2 separate regions of the Hordeum vulgare genome follow, and region 2 is linked to region 1. The links are chromatin contacts, called in public Hi-C maps. All regions are on one chromosome and are shown on one strand. The core of a region is the stretch at or near the end of the contact, and the rest is flanking DNA. Distances in the headings are between cores, read along the strand shown.

Evidence for each region. Hi-C and Micro-C count contacts between places; a contact is called where the count stands out from the background.
Region 2: a contact with region 1 is called in a Hi-C map of leaf, with 2.6 times the contacts expected there. The contact joins the promoter of LOC123445091 here to the promoter of LOC123445085 in region 1.

Annotation. Positions count from the first base shown.
Region 1 is chr3H:561,502,307-561,508,452 of MorexV3_pseudomolecules_assembly, forward strand. It overlaps LOC123445085 (TPR repeat-containing protein ZIP4), which reads right to left and starts at 3,883. Exons shown (of 5, transcript XM_045122015.1): 1 at 2,398-3,883; 2 at 2,121-2,310; 3 at 2,007-2,039; 4 at 1,303-1,923; 5 at 217-1,197. The coding sequence starts at 3,692. The coding sequence ends at 457. It overlaps LOC123445087 (beta-hexosaminidase 3-like), which reads left to right. Exons shown (of 14, transcript XM_045122016.1): 14 at 1-118.
Region 2 is chr3H:561,669,189-561,675,334 of MorexV3_pseudomolecules_assembly, forward strand. LOC123445091 (rhodanese-like domain-containing protein 4A, chloroplastic) reads left to right here and starts at 3,327. Exons shown (of 6, transcript XM_045122021.1): 1 at 3,327-4,045; 2 at 5,123-5,225; 3 at 5,317-5,568; 4 at 6,003-6,146. The coding sequence starts at 3,399.

The DNA.
Region 1 (6,146 bases), core at 2,633-5,132:
TCACAAGTGTTAGTTCAGCATTATGAATCTGAAGTAGTTATATGGTTGTGTAGACTATAGAAGATTTCAGTGAGTCCTTACTCTTCTTTATGTATTTTTGCCCATCTCCAATTTTCCACTAGAATAGTTTGAATGGTAATGCCATCTATAGTATAACTACAAAATGATAGGGACATCAGGAGATTAGTCAAATCTGAAAGAAAATGGACATAGAGGTTGCCTGAACAAATCCAGTAGGTTCCCAAATTCAATGTTGTTGCAAACACTCAGTCATCTCTCCTACACATCAGAATGCATTAAATTCACAGACATGGTTACTATCGACAAAGAATCCACATGCTTACTAGAGATGTAGTTCAGACAATATTTGGCCTGTCATATGCAACCACTCAAGTACATAACTCGATGATCTATTTATCTCTTGGTTGTGAACTGCACCGTTCAGAAGCATCTATACTATACTAGGACAGGCTGAGACATGCTACCAGACATACTTGTGCTTGGTGCCCCCTCTTGCTGACTACATTCATCAGGATTTTTTCCATGCAAAGTATGTTCACCAGCTTCACTATGAAACATTTTCTGGAAGTGCTCAAGGTATTGCTCCATGTCTGCTATATACTGCTTCATGCTTTCAACATGCCGAGAGAGATCTAATCCCATCTTCATCCATTTTATACCAACTGAAGCTTGATTAAGCCGCCTAGCCAAATATGACTTGTTCCAGGCACTCGCTGCAAGCCACTGACCTTCCTCACATGGATATTCACCATCTCTCAGTCCAACCATGATCTGGTAGGCTTGTCGATATACATCATACACTGCATCACTCTTGCTACCACTTAAGTCTTGCAAGCCAGCAAGGCAGGCTAGGTTCCTTAGGGCAGAGCTGATTACCCTGTAGTCTGGGGAGTGAGAAGCAAGGGCGCTCTTGATGCTAGCCTTCAGGGAAAATTCAGCAACAAGCAGGTTCGGTGGGGTGCCTTCAGAAGCAGCTTTTCCAAGTTTGAGAAGATGGGACGGTGTGCATGCTTTAGAGGAAGCGAAGTTCTTGACTAGCTGGAGCTGCTGAGGATGTGTGCTGGTGTCCATCCTGTCAAGGAGTTGGTAGGAGTAGAAGGTATGAAGAAACAGAAAGTTGTTGGCATCAGCCTGATCAGAGGCGACTGAAACTGAGGGCCAGATCGAAGGTAATAGCTGCACACCAATACAACCGAATCAGAATAATATTAGAGAAAACTAAATCACTTTAGAACACACACAAAGGGGTAACTTTTGGTATTTTTCAAACCCCATGTTTACCTTGCCAGCTCTGCTGAGCATCTCAACACCTTTTTTAACGTCAGAATCCGACAAGGGAGAATTGTTTAGCTCCTCAGCTTTAAGCCTGGAAGTGACACTCATGATTAACGCTTTGCAAATTGTGGGGCGATTTCCATCAGCCTCGTCATTACTTGCACCACCAAAGAACTCTACTGCAAGCTCAAAGAACTCAGCACTAAGGTCATATTTCTGCTCCTTTGCCACCATTCTACCCATATTCCAGCTATTGCCTGCAAACCAGTTCAGTTCACGCGCCCCAACAGGTCCATTGCCAAAAAAGCCTTCCACGCCAAGGTCAGACATCCGTAGCTTGGCACGTCTCGAGTACTTCAGGATCTCATCCTCAGTACCTTGCTCACGACGGAGGAGCTCAATAAGAGTGCGGAGGACAGTAACCTCACGCTCTGGCATAGGCTTTCCGGGAGAATAGAGACCAAGAAGGAAGGTTAATGAAGCAACTGCTACCCGGACAGCCTTGCAGGCAATAGCCTCATGAGTTGTGAGCATTAGGAACGTGGGATTGAAGTCAATGCAACTCATCATGATTTTTATCTGCTTGATAGCCTCGTCCTTGTCGTTCTTCTGAAGATGAATTTTGATCTACACAATTCTTCTGGGTTAGCAAACAATACCAGAGTTAAATGAGACCCCTGAAGAATTAGCATGTATACTGTATTTATTACCTTCATAAAGGCACAGTGGGCGTTGTGTTCCACCTACAGATACACATTTTGAACCAATCATAAGAAGCAACAGGCAAGATTATTTAATGAAATGATGAGGAGAGTGATCAATACCTTGTCAGCCTCATTGACAAACTCATGTGCTCGATCCAGACGTTGAAGGGCTAGATAGCAAACCGCAAGGACTCGGAGGCATTGTGCTCGTCGGGCTCTGCTTCCCTCTTCACGGGATAGATAAAGCATCGACCTCTCAAACAAGTCCGCACATGTATCGTAGTTCTTTGCGTTGAAATGCTCGACACCGCTGTCCCATATTCCAAATGTCAGCCCCAGCAAGAAATCATCTGTACATAAAAATGCTGTAAAATTACTTGTGTAAAAGAGTGCAGACCAGTTCCACAGCAGTGTATGCATTGCTCCACGGTGACTGGTGTTGGCCGGGCCATCGAACAGTGCGACCACCCTCTCATCCGACACGAGCTCACCGATCGCTCTTGCGCGGCCAGCGCTACTGATGCCACCATCAACCACCTTGGTCACCACTCTCACAGCAGCAGCTGCACCTCCTGCGCGGCAACGTGCCGCAAGCGCAACGAGCACCTTGCGTGCAGCCTCAGGTCCCGCGGAGGCAAGGTACACCTCAGCGGCCCCCACGCATACACTCTCTGGTGCGTTGGCGTTGGCCATGATCCTCTCGAGCTCCCTCTCGGCCTCCGCCAAGTTCCCGGTACCAAGCCAGGCGTGCAGCGCCATGAACCCCACGCTCGGGTGCTCACCCGCCAGCCCTACTGAAGCCCTCGAGACCTGGATGCAGCGCAGGACGCCCTCGTGGTCCTTGGCTTCAAGACGCTCGAGGGCGAGATAGCGGAGGCATCGACCCTTTTGCTCATTGAGATTTGGGGTCTTGGGGCTGGCGCTGGAGGGGGAGGGGGAGGGGGAGGCCAGCTTCTCGAAGAGATCTAGCGCTTCTGTGAGGAGGCTGGACGCTCCGACGGCGGGGTCAGATGGTTTTGCGGAGAGCGTGGCCTCGCCGACGGACAGGTACCCCTCGGCGAGGGATCTGGTCCCCTTGGGGGACGCGGACGCGAGGGGCTTGGACCGGCTGAGCAGCGCGACGGCGAGGGACTGATCGCCCGCGTGGGACGCCGCGAGCGCCCGCGCGAGGTTGAGGTCGAGCAGGACGGACCGCTCCTCCTCCGTGGCGGTGGCGGAGACGAGCGGCGTGGCCTTCTCGAAGCAGGCGGTGGCGAGGTCGACGCGGCCGAGGCCGAGCCACTCCTGGCCGGCGCGGAGGAAGAAGGAGGCGGTCTTGGCGGCGGCCAGGTGGATCTCGTCGGGGCAGCCGGCGAGGAGGAGGAGCTCCGGCGCCGCCTGCCTGATCTCCGCCTCGGCGGCGCGCGCGGAGGGGCCCCGGGCCAGCGCGGCGGAGTTGGCGCGGTCGACGACGGCGTTCCAGAGGCGGGTGGCCAGCTTCCATATCTGGAGCCGGCAGGCGTCGGTGAGGGACGAGGCGGCGGAGCCGAGGTTGGTGAGCACGCGGCGGAAGTCGGCGGCGAGCTTCTCCGGGGGGGCGGGGTCAGAGGTGTCGTACTGCTCGACGTCCGCGACGACCCGCGCGAGGTCGGTGAGGTGGCCGGCGTGCGGCGGCGGGCGGTGGTACTCCGGGGAGAGCTCGGAGATCTTCATGGCGGCGGGGGCTAGGGTTCCGGCGGCCGGGATTGGGCGGATTTGGGCGGGAAGCGGCGAGGCGAGGCGTGGGGAACGGGGAACGGGGAGGGAGGGTTCGAGAACGGGAGGAGGAAGAGCACGAAATTTGAATTGCTTCTACCGTGCCGGTCCTTCCTCTCCTCGTCCCCCCGTTTATCAGAGTTCTTCTACTTGGATCAAATGTTAGAGCATCTACACTCTTGATGGACTAGTCCTTCAAACCCCCGCGGACACATCCGACATTGACCGGACACGCCTTAGGCTGCGTTTGGGACGTCGTATTTCTGCCAAAACCGCTCCGTAAAAGTTACATCTGTAAAAAAATAAGGGCCAGGGTCAAATCTTATTTGGAACGTCGTTTCCCACAGTAAAAATTACACCGGTTTTCTTGGATACATCTGGATTACACCGGTATTTGACACACCGCCCAGCACATATGTGTTCTTCCTCTGTATTCTCTGTGAACAAGAAGAGTTGGCGAGGAAGTGAGGCGCCGCGATGGGGAGGAGGCGAGGCGTCGTCGCCGGCAAAGTCTCTTCCTCCAGCCTCCTCTACCCGACGGCGTTGAGCTGGCTCATCCTCCCAAACAGCTTTCGGTGGGATGAAGTTATACGGGCGTAAACCACGTGTCACCAGTAAATTACGGATGTAAACTATTACGGCTGATAAAAATTTACACTGCTTCCAAGCAAGGCCTTACATTTGCCATTTTACATTCGCGTATTTTATATTGAATGTTATATATACATACTACACATATAATATTAAACTACTTTACGTGATCAACATTGGACAACAAAATCAGATGCAAATAATACACAAGATCGATTGCAAACGGACATGAAACATCACCTCTAACGATATAAGCAATGCGGAGGGAGGGGGCGAGATCAACACTTCCTCGTCGGGGTCTTTGCCCTTTAGGTCGTCGACGTAGATGTGGCCGTCCGCGGTCGGGGGAGGGTCTTGGTCGTCGTCGGAGGAGGTGCAGATGTCGCCTTCTTCATCATCGGAATCCGAAAAGGACGATGAGCACCTCCATCCGACGGACAGTCATGTCCTGCTCCCGCTTTAGCTTGGCGATCCGAGTCGCCTTCGTCGTTGTCTCCTTCGCCTCGTGCTCCGACTGCTCAATAGCAAGCCGGGGCGCCTTGGCATTTTTTCGTCGGAGGCGGCGAGCATCTGTCTCTGCCGTCGTGGGGGACCGGTGATACACCTATGCAATGAGGCGTTCATCGTCGTCAGGCTCTGCGGCTTCCCGCGGCGGCGGCACGCGGATTGCTACACCGCATCCCTCTCCCTAGCCCGTCGTCTCTCGCGGCGGGCGGCACATGCCTTTGATTCCGAAATGCGCGTGCGGGCCGACGGCGCGAGCAGCAGCACACGCCGCTGCCTGCGTGAAGGAGCGACCGACGAGGAAGGAGACGACGTGTGGTCGATGCAGATTGTGCTGTCCTGCAGGAGCGACGTGCGTGCCGGGAGGGTCCAGCTCCGACGTCCGCGCTGCGTCGGTCCGGGAGTTGTGGCGATGCTCCAGATTTGGAGTTGCGGCCGGTGTCCATCTTGGACCGCTCCAAGACAATGCGGATGGCGAGTTCCTCGATGTAGTAGACATTGGAGTCTGGGCGGCTGTCGGAGCTTGACATTGAAGTGGATGGGATCGAAATCGAAGAGGGAGAGGAGAGGACGGAGCGAGAGAGAATGAGCTAGGGTTCGAAGCGAGACGCGTGTAATAGCGTTTTTGTGAGATAACGATGGGGCGGTGGTGGGTCGAGCATGCCAGTTAGAACGTGAAGGACGTGCCCGAGCATGACAAGACCGTCCCATATCCGTCTTAGATTTGTGCTGGATATGACCGGTGCCGATCAACCCTGGCATTTGAGACGGGTCGTGTTTTCTTGACCAATCACTGATCGGACGGTTTGCCCGGACTTTTGAAGTATGAGGGATCCGGTTTGTAGATGTTTTTATTGTAAAAATTGGCTCAGCTCGCACCGGCCACTGCTAGACTGTTTAAAGGGTCTGCGAAAGTTCATTGTCCATGAGATGTCGGTCACTTTATTTACAAATTAACATGCGAACAGAGGCTCGGCCAATAAATGTGATGAATTTATTTTAGGGTCTTTATACACACCGGTCGCTGTTATACTGTTTAAATGGTTTGCGGAAATTCATTATACATGTGATGTTGATCACTTCACAAATTGGCATGTGAGCAGAGGTTCGGCCAATAAATGTGATGAATTTATATACACCCCCTCCAACAAAATGTAGAAGAGGAACGTATAACACTATTATGCACTACAAGTAGACATACGTATATCCACCTCGTATTGCATAGTCCTAAAATAACTGTCTTAACTTTGTGATAGCTCTAATATAAAATTATATTAAGCTTAAGACATTTATTTTAGGACGGAGGGAATACATTTT
Region 2 (6,146 bases), core at 2,077-4,576, 170 kb after region 1:
CCCGCCGCAAGCTTCCACTCCCCTACCACCCTCGAACCGACAGAAATCCGCAGCCGACGACCAACCCCACTGGCGACGGCGACGGCAACGAGGCGAATATTTCCCCACTAACCGGAGCGCCTGCCTGCCGAAGGAGGTCTCGGCCATGTTCACCCCCGCCGCAAGCTTCCACTCCCCCTACCACCCTCGAACCGACAAAAAATCCCCAGCCAACGACCAACCCCACTAGCGACGGCGACGACAACGAGGCGCAAATTTCACCAATAACCAGAGCGCATGCGTGCCGATGGAGGTCTCGGCCATGTCCACCCTCGCCGCAAGTTCCACTCCCCCCTACCAACCTCGAACGAACAAAATCCGCAGTCGACGACCAACCCGACAAAAAGCAACGCGAGAGAATGCGCTCACCTGGGTTCTCGTCCTCCAGCGCCGGTGCCGGTTGCAGATCCACCCTACGCCGCACCGGATCTGCCCTTTCCTCGCGCCGGATGGACAGTTCGTCACGCGGGGCTCGCCGGATCCGCCCCTGCTCTCGCGGGACTCCGCTGTCGGCAATGGCTTGTGAGAGGAATGGGGCGCAGATAATGGCAAAAAAAAAAAAGCAAAGGGAAATTTGAACAGTTCCCCGCCTGGGAGCGTAAAAAAGGTGGGCGGGTCGGTGCGACGCTGGCAACCGCAAGATTCTACGCGAATCTTGGCGCGCCGCCCGCCGCACGGAACAGCCGCGCTGCAGCGCCTCCCGTTAGATTTTCCCTTGTATTTTTGCTTCATTGCACAAACAACGTCTAGATTTTTTGCTATAATTGGTAGCATGTCGTGCTACAGCCAGTCCTTTTTCAAATTGTTGCACACACTAGGATGATGTTGGGGCGAGGACGCATGGCGACTGTCAGTCTTTTGCTGCATTGGGTTTTTTTTTGCTCAAACTAGCAACCATTTTTGCTGTAACCGTGTTATTTTTTGCTACAATCATGCTAGCTTTTGCTACAACCGACGTAGCAATATGCTGTACCGGCGTCTCGTTCTGCTACAAGCCGGCTTCGATTTTTTTACTACAACCATGCCAGCTTTTCTTACAATCGGCACTTTGTTTTGCTACAACGCACCACCGATGTCGACAGTTTGAAAACGACGACGCTGCTCCGACTAGCACTTCCCTATTACAAGCACCGTTTGTGATGCTACAATCTGTATCTCATTTTGCTATAACCATGTCGGTGTTGATTTCTTGCTACAATGACGTCTGTTTTTTGCTACAACCCACATTTTGTTTTGCTACCACGCACTATCAGCGTTGTTATTTTTGGTACAACCACGTTAATATTTTTGCTACAACCACATTTCTATTGCATCTGTGGTCGATGTTTGCTACATCGCTACTTGTTTTTGCTACCATCAGTGATTTTTACTGCATGGTTCGATCTGACGGTCAAACAGGGTTCGATCTGGCAGCTCGTGCGCAACCGGCCGAAAATTTTGGGCGACGCGCCGGCACAAGTCAGTCCGCTTAATCTATCTCTTTCCTTTTCTTTTCTTACATGGAGAATTAACCCTCTCTCTCCCCGTAAAAAATATTGACCCAGTATCTCGTTGCAGCTTTTGTTTACCTTAACCAAAATCCTCTTGCAACAACTGCGCCATGTTAAAATTTGTCGTTCAGTACATATTTCACATTTTTTCAATGCTAGATTATACATATTTATAATATTAATAATTCTAAATAAAAGTGAAAATTGTGAAAAAGAAAAGAAAAGGTGAAATAAAGACAGAAAATGAGGTTGTGGTCTTCACGAGCTAGGCCGGTCCAGTCTGCGCGCTCCCTCGGGCTGGCCGTCCCTGTGTCTTAGCGAGACCTGGTCAAGCCTCGCATCGCCTCGTGCAAGATGGGCCTGTCCGGGTGCGCGGGAGGCCACGGCCTCATTTTTTGTATTTTTTCTTATTTTCGTTTATATTTCCAAATTTTCTAAATAAATATATTACAAAGAATCGTTAACATACACATATTGAAAATTTTAATAACTGGCATTTGAAAAGTGTTAAATGTATAGAAAAAAATTCCTCATGTATACATAAATATATATGTATAAATATAAAATATTCCTGAAAAAGTTTGAACATCTATTTCATTTTTTTAATCCATGCATTTGAACGAAAGTTAAACACGTATTTAGAAAATTTTAATCAAGTATTTGAAAAATATGAAATGTGCATATAAAACATGTTGACCATGTCTTATGAAATTTAATATCATATTTAAAAAAATTAATCAAGCTTTAAAACATGGTGAACATGTATTAAAAATATTAAACTTGTATTTGAAAAATGTTAAATGTGCATAGAAAACATGTCGACCATGTCTTAGAAAATGTAAAATTATATTTTAAAAAGGATAATCAAGCTTTAAAAATGTTGAACGTATAATAAAAAATGTTAAACTTGTATTTGAAAAACTTTAACCAAGTATTTGAAAATTGCTAAATGTGTATATAAGAAATGTTGACCATGTATTTGTTAAATTTCTATTTGGAAAGTGTTAAACCATTTGAAATATGTTAAATGTGTATAAAAATATTAACCATGCATTAAATATGCTAATCTTGTTTGTTTTGTAATATTTATTAGAAAGATGTATTATATAGTACTATATAACAAAAATGTGTATATATAAACAGTGAAAAACGAGAGAGTTGATGAAAAACGAGAAAAGAAAGAAGGAAAGAAAGAAAACTGAAGGGGCGGAAGCTATTCAAAACGTGAAAAACAAATAAAATTAAAGAAAACAAGGAAAAAAGGAACGAAATAAAAATCTCATGAAAACAGAGAAAGAAACCAAGACAACTGGTGAGAAAACAAGGAAAAGAACCCAGAAAACCAGTGAAAAACTGACTCATTCCCCTGAAGTTGATCGCACCCTACCATTTTACCACGAACCCAACAATGACTTACTGACTTGCAGCGGTACGGAACATCCATGAGATCCCGGATCAATTAATGGGTGCTCCCTTATTCTTCTCTATTTCTTTGAAGCCTGTACCTGTTACTGTGGATGCTTGAGGCAAGAACTCCTTCTGTCTCATTATAAGCGAGTTATAGCTCTCGCACCTCTGGTCGTGAGGCTGCCCTACATTTCGCGTCAAGCGAGACATAGATGCGCCAGCTGAAGACTCCCAGTAGACCTGGGCCCAATTCAATCGCGCTCTTCAGCCCGTATGGAACAGACATATGGGCCAAATTCGGCAATCTCCTCTCCTCTCCTCCTTTTTCTTTTCTTCCTTGCAGTATCGTTTTGTAAATTGTACGTACTGTATAATCCATTTTCTGAAGTGGAAAAGGCCGAGCGATCGGATAGAGAAATCCCGGGGCGCGGAGAGCTCCACCTCCTTCTATCCTTGCACGGCATGGCGCTCCTCCGCCTCCAGCAGCACTGCTCCCTCCTCCAAACCTCCACCTCCCACCTCCCAACCCTCCTCACGCCCCCGCGGAACCCTCGCAGGAGCCAACTCCCGCCGCCCAATGCGGCCAGGAGTAGGACCGCCAGCTCCTGCATGGCCCCCTCCCCCGCCGCGCGAATCTTGGCGCGGAATGCGGCGGCGCCCTGGCGGGGCGAGCTGCTGCTCCTCCTCCCGGCGGCCTGGCCGCTCCCGGCCCTCGCGGCCGAGGCCGACGGCGGCGGCGGCGGGAGCAAGGTGAGCCTCGAGTCCATCGTGCTGGCCATCGACGACTTCAACAACCGGAACCCCTTCTTCGTGGCCGGGGTGGTGTTCGTCTGGCTGGTGCTCGTCCCGCTGGCGCAGGACTACTTCAGGAAGTACAAGGCCGTGGGCGCCCTCGACGCCTTCCGCAAGCTCCGGGACGTGCCGGAGGCGCGGCTGCTCGACATCAGGCGGGGCAACAGCGTGCGGTTCATGGCGCCGCCCAACCTCAGGCTCGTCGAGAAGAGCGCCGTGCAGGTGGAGTTCGACGAGGAGGACGAGAAGGGGTTCCTCGGGGAGGTGCTCGCCAGGTTCCCGGACCCGGCCAACACCGTCGTATGCGTCCTTGACAAGTGAGTGCTCCTTGGAACCTCGATTGACGTACCTGCAGTGCTGAATGCTTAGCCATGTGTATCTATTGATCGAATAGGTCTGGCATCAGATCCTAGAATTCATTCGATTAACGTGCATAGTGCTACATGTCTTTTTATACAGCAGACTACTAGTGTACACAAGTAACACAACTTGGAAATTGGAAGTTCGGTGCAGGTGTAGTTAAACAACGAAATCAAACTATTTCCATGCAAAATTCGTGGAATAAAAAATAGACCCTAGGCGATTATTTGGATGGGCTGATAGTTTAGTGGTTGAGCGAGAATCGGCCGAGTGTGAAAATCAAGTTAAGACCAGTTTTCTCTCGCTATGTTCAAAATTGAGGCGGACTAATTTAGTATCGTCTTACTTACAACTGAGAACTGCTTTCGCATCAAGCTGACGGTGCAAGCAAATAGCATAGCCATGTTTCAAAAACATTGCCTTTTCTCAATTTTGAGCATAATCTGAATAATTTGGGACTATTTGAAATTAGCACAGATTTTCTCCCTGAAAAAAGGAAAAGACCCTCGGCCTAGAATTAGGACAGATCAAACTGCCGCATTGACAGTTCAAAATAGTCAGATAAGCAATTAGTCAGTTATGTTACTCGTTCTGCCACAATGAAATAAGTTCTCCATCCGTCTTGAATTACTTGTCTTAGATTTGTCTAGATATGGATGTATCTAGACATGTACATCCATATCTAGACAAATCTGAGACAAGTAATTTGGGACGGAGTTAATACAAGATAAGCCTCTTTTGCATCCCACGAGTCCCTATTCTAAATAATTGTCTAGACTCGACAAATAGATAAATAAATAGATAGATAGAAAATGTTATGTTCATGTTCTAGTGCATGTACCAGACTGCTAAAGCTGGATGCCATGTGAATTCAGAATCCAGATTGTGGCAGTTTTGCATTGGCACTGAATGTACTGATGTTGCTGTATACTTTTCATCATGCCAAAGCAACTCTGCTTCAACTCTTATATATCTCTTTGAACTTTATCATGCTGCAATCTTTTACCAACTTAAGTTTATGTTGTGTAAGGTAGCTTTGATGGTAATTCAATGAAAGTGGCTGAGCTCCTGTTCAACAATGGTTTCAAAGAGGCATATGCAATCAAAGGGGGACTGAGAGGCCCAGATGGTTGGCAGGTTAGTTATGACACCGAGTTTTAAGTAATAACGGCAGTTAAAAAAGACACGTACATTGTTGTTTTAGCACTGATATTAGCTATTTTCATAGGCAATTCAAGAAAACTATCTTCCACCATCTGTCCACGTTTTTCCACGGGAAAAGAAGAGCAAAACTTTAACGCACACTGATGTGAGCACTGAAGGAACAGGTGATCAGCCAGAGGGGAATGGGGAACTGTTGACTTCTCCTAACAGCACTTTAGTCAATACAAGCAATGGAACTAAGGATGGTCATGAAGAACCGAATGGAAGTGTTTTAGCCGCGAAGCATCCAAGGAGACCATTATCACCATATGCTAATGTATGACCCCATTGCCTTCCTACCTCCATACAGTAATTCAGCAGGCTCTAAATTTGATTTTCATCAAACTTCTATCTAGTCAACGGCAGTTATAATGTTCTTTTCAAAATAGTAACAACATTCAGACAGTTAATATACTATAGTTATAACTTCTCACTGCGCGCTATCATACTTACAGTTAACTGAACTCTCATTGTATTTACTGCTGATATACTATAGTTCTGTTTCTGGATATGCATGTCTCAGTTAGACAGTTAATTCCTGAAAACAATGGCAGGCACTATGCTCTGTCCTAGCAGGTAATAAACAGTTATAACTGCCCTGCTCAAATATTTTCATGCCTAAGTTGTTCAACAATACATTTTAGGTTTCTGTTTGATTTTATTTTTTTGGATCATGTTGTAATCTAAACACACCTTGAATTTATTATGCAGTACCCTGACTTGAAACCGCCATCATCTCCGACGCCATCCAAGCCAGGGAGGGCAGAGGGAAAAGAAGAATTACTAACTTCTACTGGCAGTTCTTTAGTCAATACAAGCAATGCAACAAAGGATGGTCGTGAAGAGCCGAATGCA